Regions from separate parts of the Oryctolagus cuniculus genome. Here region 2 is linked to region 1. A link is a contact called in public Micro-C data. All regions are on one chromosome and are shown on one strand. The core of a region is the stretch at or near the end of the contact, and the rest is flanking DNA. Distances in the headings are between cores, read along the strand shown.

Region 1 (6,747 bases), core at 2,886-5,385:
ATAGGCCCTTGCTTTTTTGTTTTACTTATAGATGAAATCGTCTCTAAAATCCAAGGCAGGCAAGACAGAGTCCCAGTCTAGTTTAGAACAGGAATGCGCTTCTCGTTTGTTTTGTTTTTCAGTTATTTCTTTGAGGCTGGCATTGTGGCACAGTGGGTTAAGCTGCTGTCTATGACACACACATTCCAAATGGGCGCTGGTTCCAGTCCCGGCTGCTCCACTTCCGATCCAGCTCTCTGCTGTGGCCTGGGAAAGCACCAGAAGGTGGCCCAAGTGCTTAGGCCCCTGCACCCATGTGGCCAACCCAGAAGAAGCTTCTGGCTCCTGGCTTCGGACTGGCCCAGTTCCGGCCACTGTGGCCATTTGGAGAGTGAACCAGCGGATGAGCAGATGGAAGATCTCTCTCTCTCTCTCTCTCTCTCTCTCTATATATATATATATATATATATACACATATATATAAAAGATACAAAAATAATTCATTTATTTGAAAGAGAGAGAGAGCATGTTTCCATCTCCTAGCTGATTCACTAAATGCCTACAACAGCCAGGGTCAGGCAAGCTGAAGCCAGGAACTCCGACCAGGGCTCCCACGTGGGTGGCAGGGACTCAAGCGTTTGAGCCATCCCTGCTGCCTCCCAGGGTGCACATCACCAGGAAGCTGGATCAGAGGCGCGGAGGGTGCGCATCACCAGGAAGCCGGATCAGAGGTGTGGAAGAGCCAGGTAGCCAGGACTAGGACCCTGGTACTCTGACACAGGATGTGGGTGCCACAAGCCATGGCTGAGTGTGCCGCGACACAGTGCACACCCCAAGATAGCACTCCTCACCTCACACTGGCAAAAGTCAAACTGCTGATCTTGCACGCTGGGAAGGCTGTGCAGACACAAGCTCTCTTTAGCTGACAGCGACAGTGTCAGCAGTTGGGACCACTTGAGCAATGTCTAAGAAACCATATGCAGTCCAACCACTTGAGCCAGCTCCTGGAAGCCTAGAAGTCGGTGCTGTGGAAACACTCGGGATTTCTGCTCCACGTGCAGAGTGGAAGCCACGATGACCCAGAAGCCCATCGGCAGAACACTAACGAAACCGCGCCTGGGGCTCAGACCACGTGTGGCCCAAGCACAGGGGGATGCACGTGGCACAGTGGTGGGTGAGGCCCAAATTGCAGGACAGAATATCCATCATTATTCTATTATAGTTTACATATATATCTATCTCTATAAGATATGTTATGCATTTTTAAATATTTATTTATTTATTACTTATATATTTGAAAGACAAAGTTACAGAGAGGCAGAGGCAGAGAGAGAGAAGTCTTCTATCCGCTGGTTCACTCCCCAAATGGCTACAACGACCTGATCCGAAGTCAGGAGCCAGGAGCTTCTTCCCGCCTCCCATGTAGGTGCAGGGGCCCAAGGACTTGGGCCATCTGCTGCTGCTTTCCCAGGCCACAGCAGAGAGCTGGATCAAAAGAGGGCAGCTGGGACTCGAACCACCACCCATATGGGATGGCGGCACTGCAGGTGGCGGCTTTACCCGCTATGCCACAGCACAGGTCCCTATTTTATATTTTTGAATATGAGCAGGAGAGGGGAAAAAACTTGTCCTCTACTCTCCTAGATTCTGCTAGCAGGACTCTGGAAATTAAACTGCCAAAAGGCAGACTAACAAGAGGAAAACAGAGTTTATTGACTGATGTGCCACACACATGCATGCGGGAGGAACTCCAGAGCTGGCAGCCAAATAAACTTTGTATTTATTTACATATCCATTCATTTGAGAGGGAGAACAACAGAGAGAGAGAGAAGGAGAGACAGACCATCCATCCACTGCGATGGTTCACTCCCCCAGAATGGCTACAACAGCCAGGTCTGGGCCAGGCCAAATCCAGGAACCGGAGCTCCAATAAGTGATGCTGGTGTCGCAAGCAGGAGGCTTGACCCAATGCACCACAGCACTTTTATTCTTCATAAATGACCTGGTCTCAGGTATGTTGTTATAGCAACAGAAAGGAGACTGAGACAGGGAACATTTGCAGGAAAATAAATGACGTTTAGGAAAGATGAATGGGCCCTTAGGGAAATGGATGGGAGGAGTGACAGCTCCGGGGCAGTGGCCGCCTGGGTGTGGTGAGGAGCCAGCCAGTGGCGGGACACAGTGTGCTGCAGTGGGTTAAGCTCTATGGGAGTCCTGCCTCTGCTTCCGATCCAGCTTCCTGCTCATGTGCCTTGGGAGCAGCAGGTGATGGCACAGGTGCTTGGGTCCCTGCCACCCATGTGGGAGATCGGATGGGGTTCCTGGCTCTTGGCTTCTGCCTGGCCCAGCCCTGGCTGTTGCAGGCATTTAGCACATAGGAGGTCTCTGTGTGTGTGTCCCGCCCCCCTCCTCTGTCACTCTGCCTTTCAAATGAATAAATTTTTTAAAAAATTGTCAAGCAGTTCATCCTTCCAGGCTGCCCCTACCGAGGGGATTTATGAGGTCTTTGGGGGAAGTTCTTCTCTTAGCCAGGGAGGAAAAAAACAATCTCAAAATAATCCTTCTGTGCAGTGGCCCCTCCTGGACCCCTTCAAAACTGACTTTTACATCTCATTGTCTCAGCCAGCCTGCGAGCATCAGAGGCTGGGGCCAGGGCTGACTGGTCATCAGCAGCCCAGTGGGCTCACAAGCTGCCCAGGGTGCTTTCCTGCAGGGGCGCCCATTTCCCAGGTGCCCCAGACCCCCACAGGAACCTGCACGCCAGTCTCCAGGTCGCTCTCACGAGAGAACCTCCAACGCAAACAGGAGTGTGACTTGACAAAGACTCTGGGTTTGGTTTGGTTTTTTAAGATTTATTTATTAATTTGAAAGGCAGAGGTACAAAGAGGCAGAGGCTGAGAGAGGGAGAGAGAGAGGGAGCGGAAGAGGGAGAGGGAGAGGGAGAGCGAGAGGGAGAGGGAGAGGGAGAGGGAGAGGGAGAGGGAGAGAGAGGGAGAGAGAGAGAGAGAGAGATTCCATCTGCTGGTTCATTTCCCAAATGGCTGCAATGACCTGATCTGAAGCCAGGAGTCAGGAGCTTCTTCGGGGTCTCCCACACGGGTGCAGGGGCCCAAGGACGTGGACCATCTTCCACTGCTCTCCCAGGCGCATTAGCAGAGAGCTGGATCGGAAGTGGAGCAGTGGAATCTCCTACTTGCGCAGGGGCGGCTTTACCTGCTCCGCCACAGCGCCGGCCCCAGACTCGGTTTTGACCAACCCTGCATGGAGCTCCTCTGGGCCCTATTTCTGCCTTGCCCTGGACCTGGGCTCCGTCCTCAGTCCAATTTTAGTAGGAATCCTGCTGAGTCAATATAGGCGCTGGTATCTGATCACCCTCAATATCTGATCCACTCGTCACCCCTCCCCCGCCTTCACTACCTGATCACCCTGGCCTGCCTTTAACAAGAATCCCGCTGAGTCAGTTGAGCCCCAGTGTCTCTAGCTTTGGTCCACTGCCCCCACCTCCTCTGTGGATGGGAATGTCTGCTGTCCTTGTACTCAGAGTTGAGTCTGATCTGTGCCCCCTACTGCATACCCCCTCACGATAGGCCCCTTGGGGGAGAATCCACCTGCCATACTTTAAAAAAAATATTTGAAAGGCAGAATGACATACATGGAGAGAGAGAGGGAGAGAGAGGGAGAGAGAGAGAGAGGGAGAGAGAGAGAGAGAGAGAGAGAAAGAAAGAGAGAGAAAAAGATCTTTTCCATCCACTGGCTCACTCCCCACATGGATGCAACAGTTGGGGCTGGGTCAGGAGGAAGCCAGGAGCTTCTTCCAGGTCTCCCATGTGAATGCAGGGGCCCAAGCACTTGGACCATCTTCTGCTGCTTTCCCAGGCCATGACAGAGAGCTGGATCAGAAGAGGCACAGCCGGGACCTGAAGCAGTGTCCATATGGGATGCCAACACTGCAGGCGGAGGCTCTACCTGTAAACCTCTTTTTTTTACAGTTATTTCCAGCTTCCTGTGTTTCATTATAGTAACAGACACTAGACTAATACAGCTGGGTGACTGCAGGCACTAGGGGAGCGAACCAGCAGGTGGCACTGCTCTCTCGCTCTCACCCGTCAGCAAGAAGCTGGAGTCAGAAGCAGAACTGGGACTCCAATCCAGGCACTGCCCACACCGGATGCAGCTGACACTCCTATCCCTAGTCGTGTCAACTGCTGCACCAAATATCCCCCGTGGCGCTCAAGTTTCAGCACACGCATTGTGGGGGACACACTTGAGCCCGCAGTGGTGACGGTATTTAGAAACGGGATCTTTGCGCATGTAACCAAGTTAAGTCCAAGTCCCACGGGATTTGGCTGGGCCTTAAGTCCAATATGACTGGCAATGGAAAACCGAGCCACGGAGCCACGGAGAGACACATGTGGTGGTGGAGTCAGCCTGGGGTCAGCTGCAAGTCACAGGCGGCCAGGGACAGCCACCACCAGGAACTCGAGGGAGGCGTGGGATAGATTCTCCCTCAGAGCACCCAGAAGGAACCAGCTGCCAACGTCTTGAATTGAAACTTCCAGCCCCCAGAACTAGGAGTGAATACATTTCAGTTTTGCTCTTGCTTTTTTAAGATTTATCTATTCATTTGAAAGGCAGAGGGACAGAGAGAGGGAGAGACACAGACAGAGATCCCCCACCTGCCGGTTCACTCCCCAGACGGCCACAACCACGAAGGCAGGGCCAGGCTGAGGCCAGGGGCCGGGAACTCCATCCGGGGTTCTGGCACGGTCGGTCGGCAGGGGCCCAGGCACGTGGACCCTCTTCCACTGCATTAGCGGGAGCTGGATTGGAAACAGAGCAGCCTGTCCTGGCGCTCTGCTAAGGGACGCAGGGGTCTCAGGCAGGTGGTGCTTTACCCTCTGTGCCACAGGCTGCTCTGAAACCCCAGCATATGAGGTTTTCTTTTTTTTTTCTTTTTTTTTTTTTGTTTTGTTTTGACAGGCAGAGTGGACAGTGAGAGAGAGAGACAGAGAGAAAGGTCTTCCTTTGCCGTTGGTTCACCCTCCAATGGCCGCCGCGGTCAGCGCGCTGCGGCCGGTGCACCGCGCTGATCCGAAGGCAGGAGCCAGGTGCTTCTCCTGGTCTCCCATGGGGTGCAGGGCCCAAGCACTTGGGCCATCCTCCACTGCACTCCCTGGCCACAGCAGAGGGCTGGCCTGGAAGAGGGGCAACCGGGACAGAATCCGGCGCCCCGACCGGGACTAGAACCCGGTGTGCCGGCGCCGCAAGGCGGAGGATTAGCCTAGTGAGTTGCGGCGCCGGCCGTATGAGTTTTTACAGCTTGCCAGCCTTCCTCCTCCTGCCCCATCGGAATGTAAATTCCTGCGGTGAGGCTTAGTTCAGCTTTTCCCTTGCTTGTCTCCAGTGTTGAGCACATAGTAGGGGGTCAATAAGTAATTACGTACTGACAAAACCAAGTCACTTTTTTCCCACGGTGCACCCTGCCTTTCGCTTTCCAAACTTCTTGCATTAGACTGGGCCTTCAGGCCATGGTCAAGGCCAGATTGCTGAGTTCCTGCAGAATACAAAGCACGCTCATTCCTGGGGATTCCTGTCCCAGGGACCCTAGGGAAGGAGGGAGGGCAGGGACTGAGCAGCTGCGCACCAGGCCTCACCACCCCGGTCTCTGCCAGCGCTCTGCTGAGCCATCACCAGTCAACCGGCCGCACAAAGTTTGCCACCTCATGGATTTTCAAGCTTCTGGCTTCTAAGGCCTGCTCTGTTCTTTCCACCCTCGGATCATTCTCTTTGGCAATCTTTAATCCAAACTTCCTAAGGGGAGAAGAATCCATGGTTTTCCCAGTCACCCCTGCAGTGGCTGGGATTGGGGGGGGGTCTGATGTGTCCCCAGGGGATTCGCGGGTTGGAAGCTTAGTTCCCAGGGTGGCAATGTGAAGAGGGAGGTCCCTGTGCAAGGTGATTGGGTCGTTGTCCTCAGAAGGGATTAAAGGGTTCTCACGGGACCCTATCTGGTTCCCGAAGAGTGAGCTATTCCAGAACAGCAAGGCTGACCCCTCCCCAGCCTCTGGCTTCCGTCTCACCAGGAGATCTTGTTTTGTAGGAAGTTGGAAATCAGCCTTTGTGTGTGAAAGGGGCCTTAGCGAAACCACGCCCATCACCCCCCCCATCTCATGCTCCTACCGGACCCTACCTGTATGCCCACCTGCCAATCAGATTATGTAACCACGCCCCCTTTGGGAGTAAATAAAAGGCCTGGAACACAGTGCCCCCCCCATTGCCCCAGCTGGCTCAGGGCCCGACCCGCTCTCCCCTTTGCTGCCTGCATGCTTGCTCCACGTGGCTCGTGGCCTGTGGCCTGTGGCCTGTGGCCTGTGGCCTGCTCTCTGCCTTCGCTTTGCTGCTGTGCTAAGCTACCTGTGGCTTCTCATAGCACTCACTCACTCCACACGGCTCCCTCCAGGCCTGCTCTCTGCCTGATATGGACCCAACTTAGTTTCTAGACTTCTCTTTCTTCCCTAAATAAAGCCCTCACTTTCCTGCACATTTCTCTTGCTGAATAAAAAGCTTAAAAACTGACCGTGTTGTCTGGTCTATTTGAGCCAGTCTTCAGACTTCTTCGAATAAGTGGCAAGAACCCACAGGAGTGTTAATATTGACAATCATTAATAAGCAGGACAATGCAGTTGGGCCATCCTCTGCTGCTTTCCCAGGCCATTAGCAGGGAGCTGGATCAGAACTGGAGCTGCTGGGACTCGATCCAAGGCCCAT
Region 2 (7,207 bases), core at 3,923-6,422, 290 kb after region 1:
ACCCTTGTGAAAAGTGTGCTGACATAATGAACCTTTCAAGATATTTCAGCATTTTCAATAGGAAATATATTGGTAATATAGCATTGATCATGTTACCTTAAAGTCAGCTTGTGAAGTGTCTAGAGAAATTTGGGAGTCTGTTTGCTGACTTCCCCTTCTTTATTTTCCTGCTCACTTCAGCCCCTGTCCCCACCGCTGGTGTTCCAAGGCTCTCTAACTTCAGCAGATGTTCTGTGTAAGAGGTAGTAACTCCCTCAAAATGTGCAACATTGCCTCTGCTGCTGTTCTTATCACCAGGCAACAACAAAAATGTTACAAAGATGTCAAACGTTAGGATATTTGGGCTCTGTTTTTTAAAGAGTGAAATACAATGGAATGTTTGAGTTTTATTGAGGATTAAGAGACATTTTGCAATTTCTTAGCTGTGCAGTCTACAAACAGCTGTCTTCTCATCCTCTGTGGGGGAAATCCTTTGGATCAAGTAGATTTGTGGGTGTGTTTATTTGATATAACCACAGCTGCTTGAAAGAATGCTGGTGTTTAGGAAGGGATTCATTTTGGGTCTTTTCAGCAGGTTTCAGAATTGTAAAGCACGCTATCTTTGAAATTTCTTCTTGCTAAAATGATTCAAACATTAACTTGGAGGCCTTTGAAAGCCTGAATTTGATGTTCAGCATTTTTATCAGTGTATTAGTTAAGGTTCTTCAGAGAGACAGAACCAATAGCAGGTGTATATGGAGCACTTCAAAAAGTTTATGGAAAATGGAATAAAAAATAAGCAAAAAAGGTGCAAAAAATGTGAAATCCATGCACGCGGTGTGTGTGGGGGGGTATCTTTAAAAAGTTCATGCAAAACACATATTAGGAAAAACTGTACGAATTACAACATTTTTGTGCCAAAATAAACTCTGTATGTCCCATGAACTTTTTGCAGTATGCTTCTCACATGTATGTACACACAGCTACTTGCAAGGGAACTGGCACACTTGATTAAGGAGACTTAGCAGTCCCTTCCTTGGCTGTCTACAGGCTGGAGAACCAGGGACCAGAGAAGCAGATGGTGTCCCTCTCAGTCCACTGCATGCAGGAGGCTGGAGGCCTGCAGTTGTGTCCAGCTAGGTGTAGAGAGAGCTAATTCACCTTTTGTCTGCTCCTTTGTTCTGCCTGGGCTCCCACAGCACCTGGCCACACTGACAGCTTGGCCTTGCCCTCACCACCTACTCCCCTGGAACCAAACTCCCCCTCCTCCCCCTACACAGATAGGAGCACTGCCCTAGCAGTAACCATCCCGGTGGAGGTGATGTGCATGTGGACTGATGTGAGCAGTTACAGAACTGGTCTTGATTTCAGGACGTCTGTTTCCCTGTGCAGCATCCTCCCTTACATAGTGCCTAATCGATCTGGGTGCAACATAGACAGTAGAAGTTCCCTCGTAGGTTACAGGGGAGGCCAAGAAGTAGAAATTTTTTGCCACAACTACAGCAGTACTTAGTTTTGGTCACTTCACTGAAAACAAAACAAAGCAAAGCAAAGAACAAAAAATCTGCATGAAAACAAGAATTAGTTGTCTGAAAACTTTAGTGTTCATCTGCAATGTAACCCACAAAGAAAATGCCTTAATGAGTTTTGATTGCTTAGTTAGTGGTTGAGAGATGATTTCGTTTTCATGTATGTTTGGGTCCTATCAAAATATTGGTTTACTTTTGTCCACTTTAACTGTAAAAATAATTAAACAAAAGATGAGGTTTTTTTTTTTTTTAAACAAAGACATCAAGAAACAGTGTTATTGAAATTATTTCTGGTCATCGAAGCCTTGGGTTTCAGTGCCTTATGCATTGCATCATACTTCTGGGGGAATTTTATGTAACCAGTCATTTGTACATCTTGGCTAAAAATATAAGAAAGTCACCTGTCCTCCTAGAGTTAAGTCTTAATGCTTCAGCGTATGATCCAATGTGATTTAAATCTTACACAGACCAGGTGCTGATGTAATCTTCTGGAAAGTCTGGCTTGAGTGTCACTCTCAGGTTTTGAAAATGAACTTGTCGGCTGGCGCCGCGGCTCACTAGGCTAATCCTCCTCTTGCGGCGCCGGCACCCCGGGTTCTAGTCCCAGTCAGGGCACCGGATTCTGTCCCGGTTGCTCCTCTTCCAGGCCAGCTCTCTGCTGTGGTCCAGGAGGGCAGTGGAGGATGGCCCAAGTGCTTGGGCCCTGCACCCACATGGGAGACCAGGAGGAAGCACCTGGCTCCTGGCTTCGGATCAGCGCGGTGCGCCGGCTGTAGCGGCCATTTTGGGGGTGAACCAACAGAAAAGGAAGACCTTTCTCTCTCTCTCTCACTGTCTGCCTGTCAAAAAAAAAAAAAAAAAAAGAAAGAAAGAAAGAAAAGAAAAAGAAAATGAGCTTGTCACCTTAATTCCAGTGCTAAAGCAGTAAGCAGCTTAGTCAGATGGAAAAGGTGTGTTTTTGTGGTTCTTCTTATCTACAAATTTTTCTTTGCGAAGGAATTGAAGGGGACCAGGTCAGAGAGGTTAAGCTACCACTTGGGGTGCCTGCATTCCATATTTAGAGTGCATGGAATGGAATCCCATCTTCACTTCTGATCTAGGTTTCTGCCAATGCACCTGGGAGGTAGCAGGTGAGTTGGGTTCCTGCCATCTGTGTAGGAGACCTGGCTGGAGTTCTGGTTCCTGGCTGTGTCCTGGCCCAGCCCTGGGCACTTGTGGGCATTTGGGGAGTAAGCCTGTGGATGGAAGACATCTCTCCCTCCTCCCCTTCGGTCCTCCTCTGTCATTCTGCCTTTCAAATCAATAAGTAAATCTTAGAAAGTAAAAGTAGTGAAAGGCAGGTGTTTGGTGTAACAGTTAAGGTATGATTTAGGAGCCCCATGTCCCATATCAGAGTGCGCCTGGGTTGGGGTCCTGGTTGCTCCTGGTTCCAGCTTTCTGCTAATGTGCACCCTTGGAGACAGCAGATGATGTAGTAGTTGGGTCTCTGGCACTCACATTAGAAACCCAGATCGAATTTTTGCCTCCTGTTTCAACTCCTACTGTTTGTGCATTTGGGAAGTGAGTCAATGGATGGGTGATCTCTCTCTCTCTCTCTCTGCCTGTTTCTCTCAATCTCTGCCTTTCAAATGAAAGAAATAATTTTAAAGAAGGATTAATTATGCTACTTCTAACTACTTCTAAATAGGGTCCTTGGTAGCACCTGGATCCTACTATTTGGAAATTCCAATAAATGTCCAGTCACCTCTCACAAGATTCTGTGCCCCATTTAATTTTGTCTTGAAGTATGTTGGAAACTGGTGGTTTGACCAGGAGAAGGGAGGTGTGCCTCAGTCACGGCTCTTCCACAGGTCGGTCAGTCAGTCACCATTGACAGTGGTGCTGAGAGGGGCTCCCACAGGCTTGGGATCCTTCGGGCCTGGCTGAACACTGAATGTAACAGGCTATTGGAAGAACGTGTTCTAAGACCAAACAAGAGTGAAAGTTTTGTTTACTCAGTGGTAGTAAGAAATGTCCTTGTTCTCACTGCACACTCTGAAAAGGAGATAAACTGTCTAGTTAATGACTCAGTACATGTAGCATAGTGTACCTGATAGTGTGATTATTTGCAGGGTATTTCCAGAATCCTTTACTTTCTTTTTAGTTGAGGGAGGGGAGAAGCAGTTGGGGAGGGGGTGAGAGACGGATACAGAGATGCGGGGGGGGGGGGGACTGAGACTGAGATTGAGACTGTGGAGTCGTCATTTCAGCTTTCTCCCTGACCTCTTGGTACTGGTATTGAAGTCACACAGTTTCATAATTTGCAAAGCCAAGATTCAAACCTGGCAGGTTGGTTGAAATCAAATGTTCCTTAAGTTTATTTCTGGCTTTAATTTTCTGTGATTTTGAGCAGAGTTTTAGGCTACTGAGTTGTAAGAATTACAAGATTTCCTACACCTGTGTGACGGAGGTGGCTTTGGGAACGTTTACTGGGAGAGCCCATACTCTCTGCTCCCCTTGGCTGTAATAACTCCGTGCCCTTGAAGACAACTTTTTAATCTGTAAACCTTTAGTATGATGATGTTAGACAACTGCTTCTGTGCAGCTGTAGAAAACTCAACAAGGGTCCTGATGTTGTGGGACAGCGGGTTGAGCCTCCACTTGTATCTCATATTGGAGTGTCATTGCTAATGTGCCTGGAAGGCAGTGGAAGATGTGCCAAATACTTGGGACACAAGGGAGACCAGAGTGGAATTCTAAGTTCCTGGCGTCAGCCTGGCTTAGACCTTGCTGTTGGAGCCATTGGAGAGTGAACCAGAAGATAGAAGGTCTCTTCCTCTCTCCTGCCTTCTCCCTCCTCCTCACTGCTCTCTCCCCTTGCCCTCCCTTCCTCCTTCCCTCCCTCCCTCTCTCTGTGTGTCTCTTCCCCCTTCTCTCCCTTCCTCTTTCTCTCTCTGCCTTTCAGATAAATCTTTTAATTTTTTTAAAGATTTATTTATTTATTTGAAAGTCAGAGTTACACAGAAAGAGGAGAGGCAGAGAGAGGGAGAGAAGTCTTCTTTCCAAAGGTTTACTCCCCAGTTGGCTGCAATGGCCAGAGCTGCGCTGATCCGAAGCCAGGATCCAGGAGCTTCTCCTGGATCGCCCACGAGGGTGCAGGACCCAAGGACTTGAGCCATCTTCTGCTGCTCTCCCAGACCACAGCAGAGAGCTGGATTGGAAGTGGAGCAGCCGGGTCTCGGGTCTCGGGTCTCAAACCGGCTCCCATATGGGATGCCTGCGCTTCAGGCCAGGGCATTAACCCACTGAACCACAGCTCCAGCCCCTCAGATGAATCTTTTATTTAAAAAAAAAAAAAAAGGAATTCTCACACATCAGGTTTTATCTGGGGGAAGAAATCTAGACATAAAGACACCATTTTATTCTGTGCATTCGCATTTCAGGGGGCCAGGTGACTCCACTAAGGTCACTGAGTAACTGCTGGTTGTAGGCAGAACTGCAGCCCTGGCTTATCTGACTTCAGCACCCCAGGAAACAGTCTACTGAGTCCCTTTGTAGATGTTTGGTTGTTAATCAAATTACCTGCCTGTTTAGAAACATTGTGCCTTTCACAGTTACTTAAGTGGGCTCAGCTTTGTTTACTTCACACTGCCTTTGTGTGCTTTATCTGTGGAATTAAGCTTCTGAGTTCTTTTTTAACGCAATGCTGCCACTCCCTGGTTGTTGGGTGGTACCGCATTGGGAAATTGAGTCTTCCTTAAAGTTGCCTTTAATTAGGAGTCAGAAACCTTGTACAAGTAAACCAGAGAATTTGTGTGTGCAATCAGTGGGGGCACCTGAGCCAGAAGATAATGTAGATGCATCAAACCTCTAAAGGCTGCCGGAATTTCTGGCTTGGTTCTGATAAATAGACATTGTACAGCTGCCACTTAATGGACTGAAAATGTATTTCTGTTACCGTTCAGGTTTTTGGACGTTTTAAATGTGTTGCAGAACTACATGGGTGTATAGATGTTAGGACATTGTTGCCTGGACTAACATCCGAATTCGCATGTGTTGTCCTGGGTAATCGTTGAAGCACCTGTTCCCAGCTCATCGACACAGATCTCTGTCTTCCCTCACAGAAAGCTCTGTCCTGGTGAAGAAATACTTCCTGTCATTCCCAGCCAAGTTCTTGAACTTTTTCTGTGAAATACTGGCTACGATCACTCACTCACTCACTAACAGAGGGTAGACTGTTTCTTGGATTATTTCTGAGGTCTGTGTGCTTTGTGTCTTTAAATTCTTTAGTTCTTTTCGGTAGGTTTCAGTGCCCTCGACTTCCAGGACAGGAGATTGTCAGAATCTCAGGACGAGCCCAGAGTCCTGCGGCTGGACCCTGGCACGGCTGGGGCTGGACCGGTCACGGCTTTCCAGCGGCCAGCATTCCCTGCTCTCCAGTGCTCGAGCCACGTTTTATTGGGACTGTTCTTTGATTTCCTTTGACAAACAACACAAAATGGAAAACTTTTAGACTAGTGGTTTTCAACTGGGGACATTGGGCAATGTTTAGGGAAGAGTTTGGTTGCCACCAGCAGAGCAGGGGTGACAGTGTAAGGTCAGGGGTGTTGATGAACTTCTGACAGCGCGCAGGCCTGACCCGTCAGCACAGCACCGGCTTTGTGAGGGACTGGAGAAAGTGTGTACGAGGCGTTGCAAGTTCTGCCCACAGGCTCTGTTCCCTTTGCAACTCTGTGTGTGGGTGAGCTCCTCCTGGCCCTGCTGTTCAGCATCCTGCCCAGGGAAGAAACTGTAGCTTTTGTATTGGCTGAAAAAACAATTTACCTTCTACCTTTCTAAGCTCTTGGTAAAATAACCCTTATGCCCCAGAGGCCCATTTTAGGCTGGCATATTCTAGTCTTCTGCCCATCCAGCTGCTTTGTCCCGTGTACTGTTCCGGACCACGAGGCCGGTGCATTTGGCCAGCAGTGTTGTTAGAAGACCTGGCTTGCCCTGCGAGCTCACCAAAGGCCAGGCTGTAGTCAAGACTTGGATTCTTCTTAGAGTTGCCCAGGTTGTGTTCTTGTGCTGTGTGCAGGTGCGCCCTGTGGATCTGGATATGTCTTCTATCCTGACTGTCTTTATGTTTTTCTTGAGTATCCTGTGCCTAGAAATAATCTGTTGAAGTCTGCTATGTTCCCCCAGGTGCGATGTTACCTCCTCCCTAACAGTCATTGCTGAAAGTAATCACTCCTTTCTTTAAACTTGTACATATAGCATTTATTTGATGTCACACACTGGTTTTTCTTCTTTTTTTTTGCATCTGAAGCATCAATAGTGTAGATAAAACTTTGTCATTGCACTCAAGAAAAATGGATACACACTAAAGAGGACTGGCATGTAGGACTACCCCTGTCCATAGCCTGTTTTAGTCAAACCAGCGATGATGTGCAGTCCTTGTTGGTGTATCTGTTTGAGATAGTTGCAAAGTAAGAATCTTGATGTGTTCAAGATATTTACTTTGGAATAGCGATGTTTACTCTGGGTCTTTAAATGGCCTAAATATTTCAGTAAAGAGTTCGGGAGCCTTCCTGGTTTTCTGTGCTAACTGTACTTGTATTAAGGACTTCTCAATGCAGGGAGGGAGGGTTTTCTTTCATTATTAAGCCTCTTTTGACATATTTTAATAGTTGGCAGTCTTCTTTATAAACATGAGACATTTCTTGAATTTTAGCTCTCAT

Evidence for each region. Hi-C and Micro-C count contacts between places; a contact is called where the count stands out from the background.
Region 2: a contact with region 1 is called in a Micro-C map of ear pinna, with 11 times the contacts expected there. The contact joins two enhancer-like sites. A contact is called at or near these places in 2 of 6 Hi-C or Micro-C datasets (ear pinna and an unstated tissue).

What each region holds. Positions count from the first base shown.
Region 1 is chr7:158,977,571-158,984,317 of mOryCun1.1, forward strand. No RefSeq gene overlaps it. Among named protein-coding and RNA genes, the nearest start is that of ENO1, 8.1 kb to the right of the region's middle. Within about 2 kb of position 4,136, at least 1 of the 8 cell types and tissues checked has an H3K27ac peak or open chromatin away from gene starts, as enhancers often do.
Region 2 is chr7:159,265,014-159,272,220 of mOryCun1.1, forward strand. The region is part of intron 3 of RERE (arginine-glutamic acid dipeptide repeats); the gene reads left to right. Among named protein-coding and RNA genes, the nearest start is that of SLC45A1, 230 kb to the right of the region's middle. Within about 2 kb of position 5,173, at least 1 of the 8 cell types and tissues checked has an H3K27ac peak or open chromatin away from gene starts, as enhancers often do.